2 separate regions of the Zea mays genome follow, and region 1 is linked to region 2. Evidence: chromatin contacts called from public Hi-C data. All regions are on one chromosome and are shown on one strand. Each heading gives the region's core, a stretch centred on a gene start, on an enhancer-like site or on the middle of the called end of the contact. The rest is flanking DNA. Distances are from core to core; before and after follow the strand shown.

Region 1 (3,845 bases), core at 325-2,824, 94 kb after region 2:
AGCAACCCCAAAGAGAAAAGGAGTGTTTATCTCAAGAGTTAGCTCATCACTCATGCTTGCCTTGCAAACTGCTTTGCTATCTTCATCGAGCCCTTCCACAAAAACATGGTCTGCATCGACCAATCCAAACTCTTTGAAATCCGAGGAGTCATCCACAACCTGCTCATCAACTGGGTACTCCCCGCCAGAAACCAGCAGTCCCAATAAGTCATTGTCCATGTCAAGCTCGGATGACATTTCCTCGTCCCATACAACCTTGCCAAGTATTTCATCATACACCTGTGCCTCGCTCTCAGACAACACTGTGCAGACCTTCTTGTACTGGGTCTGGTCCTCCACCTCAGCTAGCTGCTGCAATAAGCCATCATGTGTGTTGCCATCTGATGCTAGTTCCTCATCCCATACGATGTTATCGAAAGGCATTTTCTCACGAAATTTCTCTGCATCTTTGTTCTCTACCATCTCATTTTCAAGAGGCACCATAGAAGCAGCATTCACGTGAAGCTCTAAAGCAAACTGAGTGCTATTAACATGAGGTAACTCATCATGGATGTCTGGATCGGCAACTCGCTTGGTTTCCTTATCAACTATGGACTCTTCACCACGAGCTAGCAGATCCAATAAGCCTTCAGACCACCTCAGACAAGCCTCACACTCTACACCGCTGATGTAGCAGCCACGACCATGGTGATCTGACCGCGCCCTCGATGTGCATGTCGACTGGAAGTCGAGCTCAACTCGACCCATGCTGCGGATCGACGTCTCTGATGGGAATCTGCGCTGCGTGCCTGCAGGAGTCGAGCGCCGCCGTCGCTCACTGCCTGTCGTACTCGCGAACCCGCCACCGGAGGAAGCGCCGACAGGAGTCACTGCAGCACCGGGGAGTCGTTGCCGCGGAACGAAACGGCGCCCGAGCCGAACCGGACCTCTGGAACCGCCGCATGCGCCTCCAATCGCCGCGAGGAGGGCCGATCCGCGCGCGCCCGCGTCGGATCCGTGTGCGGGGAGGCCGGAGAAGATGCACCGCCGGCCGAATCGAGGCCGGAGAGATGCGTCGCCGGCGAGTGGGGCCCGCAGCGCCGCCGACTAGGGTTGGGCTTGCTGGAGCACGGGAAGAAGGGAGCAGATGGGGCAGGGCGGGTCGGGGCTGGATCAGGGCACCGCGCGTCGGAACGGCGCTCGAGCAACCCGTGCCCAGGAACACCAGCGAAGACGAGGTGGAGAGCACCGCCGCCGCTGCAACAGCACCGCTGCAACACCCACGCCGAGGATAACTGGCTCTGATACCACTGTAATACCCGTGGCTACACCGGCGAGATCAATCCGGGAGCGTGAGTAATTGCAGGGGAAATCGAGAGGGGGATAGGATCTCACAGCCAGAGGAGGAAGACGAGCTTCCTGTGTTCCTCGGTCTTTCTTCTTTCTGAATAATTTCCTGTCCTCTGCATCGATGCCTCAGCTCCTCTTTGTCCTCGTGGTCTTTGGCTTCAGCAATTGGGTTGGATAGAGTGGGCTTCGGCCTTGGCAAATGGGCAGGTAGGCTGGGCTTCTTCTGGGCCACACTTGGGTCATGACACGCCTCCACCTCCACAGCCCTCGTCCCCGCCGCAGGCGCCGGCGCGTCCTCGCGCCTCTCCATCCCCAACCCGTCTCTCAAGGACCTCCGGTCGCTGCTGGCGCCGGACTCCGCCGCCACAGCCCCGCCCTCCGCCTCCCCGTCGCCGCGCGTCTTGCACCGCATCCGCGTCGCCGCCTCCGCGCTCCGGGCCCTCCGCACGCTCCACCAGCCCCCGTCCCGGCCTCCGGCGGCGCCCGTTGGCAAGGACAAGGAGCCGGTGCCGGGCGGCGGGCGGGTGGTGCTGTACTTCACGTCCCTCCGCGTCGTCCGCGGCACCTACGAGGACTGCCGCGCGGTGCGCGCCATCCTGCGCGGGCTCCGCGCGGCCGTCGACGAGCGCGACCTCTCCATGGACCCCGGCCACCTGCCCGAGCTCGCCGCGCTCCTCCCCCGCGTGGCGCTGCCCCAGGTCTTCGTCGGCGGCCGCCACCTCGGCGGCGCCGACGAGGTCCGGCGCCTCCACGAGTCCGGGGAGCTCCGCCGCATCGTCGCCCCCGCTCCCGGGCCCGCGTTCTCCGGCAGCTGCGCCCGCTGCGGCGGCGAGCGCTACCTGCTTTGCGGCGCCTGCGACGGCAGCCACAAGCGGTACAGCCTCAAGGGCGGCGGCGGGTTCCGCGCCTGTGCCGAGTGCAACGAGAACGGGCTCGTCCGGTGCCCCGCCTGCTGCGTACCCGTTCCCGTCGCCTGATCTAGATCCACGATCCACCTGGTACTGGTTTTCTGTTTAATTATTATTCAAACTCTACTAGCTGTACTCTGTACACAGACTGCTATGGAGCTTGATGAGGAGGAGAAAGCTGTCACTCAGTACACAAATGTTGGTCATGTTTGGAAGAGTCAAACATTTTTAACTTTGACTGTATTTATATAAAAAGTATTTATATTTATATTACATATTGAATATCATTAGATAAATCTTTAATCTATTTGTAGTAAAACATTTTAAGATATAATTGTTGCTAATATAATTTATAAATCTAGTCAAACTTTATGAATACCGACAAACATTTGTGGACGAATAGTGATCGGTGTTCTTGTACCGATTCAGTAAAACTTACTAGTGATTAGTGTCATCTGGAGTTATTTTCCTCCGACCTTGGATTAGAGTATAGCAGTATAACTAGAACAGTCCTTGCAGTTCCAGTACTAGTAGGACTATAGGAGTCAGATCACGGTTCCGGTTCTTGTTCGTTTTGTTGGGAACGGATCCTTTGGAACTGTTTCACGTGGAATGTTAGTTTTATTAGGCCTTATTCGTTTCCGTCGGATTGCACCCGGAATCGTTCCAGCTAATCAAAGTTTATATAAATTAGAGAAGCAATCCGGTCAGAAATTGTTTCGACCCACCAATCCGGCAGAAACGAACAAGGCCTTAGTATTAAAATTGATGAGCAGAAATAGTTTCAGGTCTTAATCCGAGCCAACCGAATAGACACTAAAAGTTCTGGTTGTTGTATGCATCTACACGTACGTTTATTATTAGAAGGTTATTGTCAGTGGAAGCTTCATTGCAGTGTTTCAAAAATAACACATCAGTTTTTGTCTATAAAACTTTATTTTCGTCCTTGAAACTCTCAATCTCTCACATCATAAATATCGAGTCATGTCATCAAATACGTTTACATGTCATCTAATTTAATGAAAATGAAATTAGATGAGAATGGAACTATGATGAATGAGAAACTTCCGATGGGAAGGCCCTAAGGTATGAATTAGTACAAGACGTGAACTCCCTGGTGCCTCCGCTTCTTTCCATAATTCCATTCCATTGCGTGTGTGGTTACTGCTGGTCGACGGATTGTTTTCGCGTCCATAATAATACAGCGGTTGGTTGGTCGTTGCAACCTGCAAAGCGCCCTGCACGATACGCGGCGTCGCGAGGAGCCGTCATCATCCGGGGGGTGTCTGCTGCATTTACGATTGATTGCTCCTCCTTGCTACGCTGTGTTCCGCGGAAGCGATTGCGGACAGGTGTATCCGTCACGTCACAGAATCCGCTTGTGCGATCTGCAAAACTTGTTCCAACTGCTGCCTGCTGGTGGAGTGCTGGCCAATCATGTGATGCTCATTCCCGCCAAGTCAGAGCGAAGCGGCAGATGAACGCGTCCCGCCGTCGACCGGGTAGCACGGAGATCGCCTCCAATGCTGCCTGCACTGGTGGTGCCTGGTGCGATTGGGACTGGGTTCTGCTAAACTATCTTTTAAAAGAAATCAAGACTCCGTTACA
Region 2 (4,223 bases), core at 725-3,224:
GAGCTACGGGTCATTGCATTAATGAGAAGTATTTAGAGTACAACCCTTACAAGCACACAACCAAACATATATTGAACTGGTTCTATTGAGAATGCTATAGTGATAGGTTGATAGTATAACATGATGGATTTTAAACCCGCCATGTCTAATGTAGCAAATAGTTAAGGGCTACACGGATTTCCAGACTTTATATAGTACAGTAAAATGAGCTTTCTTGTATAAGCCGTCAAGACCACTCAAAGACTCTAGTTTTCTTGAACTGAAATTTATTGACCATATGAACTAAACTAAAAGCACTAAATCATTTGTTACCATATAAGCATTATATTTTATGAAATATCAACGAATTTGAAGATTTGAACAAACAAGAAAGGCAATAATTATCCTGAGTGTGAAGCAAGCACATTCAGAGTAGTGGACCAACTCTAGCTTTTGGAAAACTTTAATGTAAACCCTATTATTGTGCCTGACTGCATGTTCCTGTATGTACCCTATATGAGCTAATTACATGCCCTGTCTTCACCACAGGAAAAAGAAATTTACTGAGAACCTTCTTTCAGCAGATCTTCATGGGGCCCTTCTAATAGGTGATCCATATGCTGGCTTACTTTATTCAACTTTCTTTTAATCCAATCATGCTTATATGTCTTTGAGGTATCCAGTGGCAGAATGCAAAGCTGCTTCATATAAAGGTGTAAACGGCATCATGATTCGGGATACTGCAGAGACGTTTGGAATTATATCCGAGGACAACCGCTTCCGAGGTATGTATCCTTCTCTTTTTGGTGCTGTATTGTGAATCACTTGCATTAGCTGTATTTTATTTTGTGTAACAAAATGGCTCTTAAAGTGATTAATCAGCCTTGTTCTATTGCTATATTCCATGCACTGTAAAAATTGAGTGATTAACTGTATTTTATTTTGTGTAGCAAAAATTGAGTGGCTTGTATACAATTAATCCTTCTTCTATAGCTCTACCTCCATAGGATACATGTTGAGTTGTGAAATAATTGCTTGTGATTCATAGCCTTTGTTCTGACCGAAACACTTTTACAGCGCATGATCTGAAAATTTTATGGTCAGAGGTTCATGCAGCCATGATTTTTCATCTGCTTACAAACACATCAAATGTTATAGTCAAAGGCTTGCTGTTGTTGGTATCTGTTGTGCTTGTGAAATTCAGATACACTAACTGTAGACTTTCTGAACAACTTACTACTTTGGAACCTGCAGTTGTACCAAAAGCTGGTTCAGTGTTCGTACTTCAAGCAGATCGCTGGAAGTTCACACTGATTGGCGACAAGCTCTCGCCCAGGGAGAAGTTGAAGGAGGATCAGCGTCAACAACGTGCACAATCGCTAATCAGATAGTTTCCAATGTGCCAGCTGTTCTCTCAAAATTTTTGCTCCACGAAATACTTGCTTTTGTTTAGCTGTTTTACCCTTTTTAGTTTGCCTCTAACATTGAAGGTAGATAATGGGTGTCTGTTTTTGCAACTATTGATTTTATTTTACACAGCAAGATGTAACTGCAACGGCCACGCCGTCATTGTTTAACTGTCATTCATGCTCTCCATGATAAATATATAGAGTTAATAGGAATGGGAATGAGGTTGACCTACTAATTTGTCACTACAGAATCTGCCTTCAGCGGTCCACTAAAACTTTAGTATTGTACATATAGGGTCTGATTGGTTTACTGCGTCCACACATACAGTCTCACGTGAGCCTGGTCGGTCAGGTACGGCTATTTCTGGCGTATGTGCAGATGCAGGTAAATAACATTAGAATGACTTATTTTGCATCCACTCATGCAACTATAATTTCTCGTGTACAGACAACCAAACAAACTCTTACCCAAAGTCAACGCACATGCTGATTCAGGATGGAATGGTGCGGGCAACCAATCATGTGGATATTCTTCAACTAGATCCAGGCTCGAGACTAGAAACCAGCTCCAGGATCTGTGAGAAGTACTACACTAGCATTCTGGCCCACAGCAGTGAGGCACTGTGGGCCGCTCCTTCGGTAGTGTCATATCCATGGTGTCATGCTATAAGAAAAACAAATAGATGAAGGTCCATTTCCACTTTAGCTTTGGCGTTTCATGATTAACATGCTTATGTAGACTAATATTATTTACTAGTGTTTTCAGATATAATTCAAAAATGAATTTTGACTTAGGCAAAGCGATTATCCGAATGGTCAACACACCTTAAGCAAGACATTAGGTTGAAGATCTACAAGAATATACAAAAGTTTAAAGGACCAGACAGAATCAAGTCTCGCATGAAGATCATGAAGAAACTAATAAGTGAAAAGGATGCGGTTGGAGAAAACCCTAGTTGGCATCAGCAAGGGTATTATACCAAGCATCGGACCATATGATACAACTATCCAGGGTAAGTAGGGCGCAGGACCGAGAGAATAACAGGACGTCGAACCAAATGAAGACATTGATCATGCTCTAAAAAGCGTCGATCCAAGACGGCTTAAGAGCATCGGACAATCAGATGTAGGGTCCGACGGTAGATAGAGAGGTTCCAAAGAAGGAAAAGAGATGTTGGACTGGTCCAATGAAAAGCATCATAGTGTGCACTACAGAGGCGCGCTCCAACTGTTTGCAACGGATATTGCTTACACCGTAGCCATTGCGAGGTGTTGTACCTTGACGGATTGTCCAGTGGTAAGCAAAGATGGTTGTTGTAGTTGCAACGAGTATATCACTCCATGGGAGCAATAAATAGACCCAACCAACCATTTTAGGGGAATGGGAGCTAAGAAACATATATAATATGTGGAGACTCGGCTCATTAATATTTGCTCTGATACACCCAATTGATCAAAAAATCGCTCGATCATTAGCGTATGTGCAATGCTTAGGCTAGCTAGACCATCACTTATAGCGCTTGCTCTAAGTTTAGACCTAATGTTTAGTGAGGCTTGCATACTTCAAAGTTCAAACCACTTGGTGCTTCACACAACATTAGAGTTGTATTTGGATGGTCTTGTAGTCTTGCGACATCATACCAACTGTTTTTATAGTGTGGTCGCCATCGTGTACTAGAGGGAATAAATCCTACGATGTTTCAACTAGAAACTTGATAGTGAAGATAGCGAGGAGTAATTCGGCAGAGGCTATTTTAAAGATTCACTTGTGCGTGAAAAAGGTTTGTGGCTGTCTAGGAGGTGACCCAACCGAGAGCTTGACCGTCGCATGGGCATCCGTGCGAGAGGATCTAACAAGAACTAGGTAGAAACTTGCACATTTTTCGATACCTTGGTAAAAATACCAACGCCATCGAATAGGAGCTTGTATCCCTATCACTGTTTAACTTTTATATTTACATTGTGTATCTTGGTTGTGTGCTTTACCTTCATAGTTTAGGCTAGTTGGTAGAGCCTAGGTTGCATAACTCTTTTGCGGCAAAAATAGCAACACACCTAGCAAAATTATAGGTGCACTTCTAGATAGATTACTTTCTCATAAGTTCTGATTAGGTAAATATTATAGGCTTTAGTTTAAAAAGTAATTTTAAGTTTCCTAATTTATCCCACCTCTTAGGTGTCATCATCCCTTCAAGTAGTACTAGGTTTGTGCCCGTGCGTTGCAACGGGAGTACGCTGGGATGAGCATCGACACATATCTGAGCGGATCTTATATTTTCTTGGGGGTCTAGAGAAAGTTTGCTCGGAAGCCAAACATGTTAAGACCTGAGCATGTGTTACCCTTGTGCCCCATCAGCACAGTGGATTGCTCGGGGCCGCGCGCGGGGGATTGAGCTCGGGGCTTTCGGTTTGCGGAGGAGTATGCGGCGGTCGCGGCACGACGGACGGATTACGACGGGGGAGTAGACAATCAACGACTTGCTCGGGATTGCTCGGGGGACGCGACGAACGGATTGCGGCGGGGTTTGCTCGGGGGCGGCTGCGGGGTTCCACGGGTTGTGCAGGGCATGCGGCGGGCGGTTCGCGGCGTTGCGATGGTCGCGACGCGATTCGCGGAGGGATTTGCGGGCTTGAGGATCGCGACGGTCGGAGGTTTGCGGATGGGCGGACGGGTATCACAGCGAGGCGGGCGGGCGGGAGGTTTGCGGCGGACATGGCTCTCGCGGAGGTTTGCACAGGCGGGGTTTCCGGAGGTCGAGCAGGCGGAGGCGGGGGCGGGGGCAGTCTAGAGTAAGCGCTTAATAGTTAGTAGAGATACTACTATTATATTATTCC

Evidence for each region. A called contact is a pair of places that touch in the nucleus more often than the background predicts.
Region 1: a contact with region 2 is called in a Hi-C map of leaf, with 5 times the contacts expected there. The contact joins the promoter of LOC103631564 here to the enhancer-like site in region 2. A contact is called at or near these places in 4 of 25 Hi-C or Micro-C datasets (ear, leaf and tassel).

The regions. Positions count from the first base shown.
Region 1 is chr6:164,417,405-164,421,249 of Zm-B73-REFERENCE-NAM-5.0, forward strand. LOC103631564 reads left to right here and starts at 1,575. Exons shown (of 1, transcript XM_008652446.2): 1 at 1,575-2,524. The coding sequence starts at 1,575. The coding sequence ends at 2,306. LOC100502152 reads right to left here and starts at 631. Exons shown (of 1, transcript NM_001196630.1): 1 at 1-631. The coding sequence starts at 483.
Region 2 is chr6:164,322,872-164,327,094 of Zm-B73-REFERENCE-NAM-5.0, forward strand. It overlaps LOC100274475, which reads left to right. Exons shown (of 9, transcript NM_001148834.1): 7 at 529-587; 8 at 663-764; 9 at 1,234-1,599. The coding sequence ends at 1,370. Among protein-coding and RNA genes, the nearest start is that of LOC100274475, 11 kb to the left of the region's middle. Within about 2 kb of position 1,975, at least 16 of the 20 cell types and tissues checked have an H3K27ac peak or open chromatin away from gene starts, as enhancers often do. A contact at or near this core is called in ear, leaf and tassel, where this site is marked.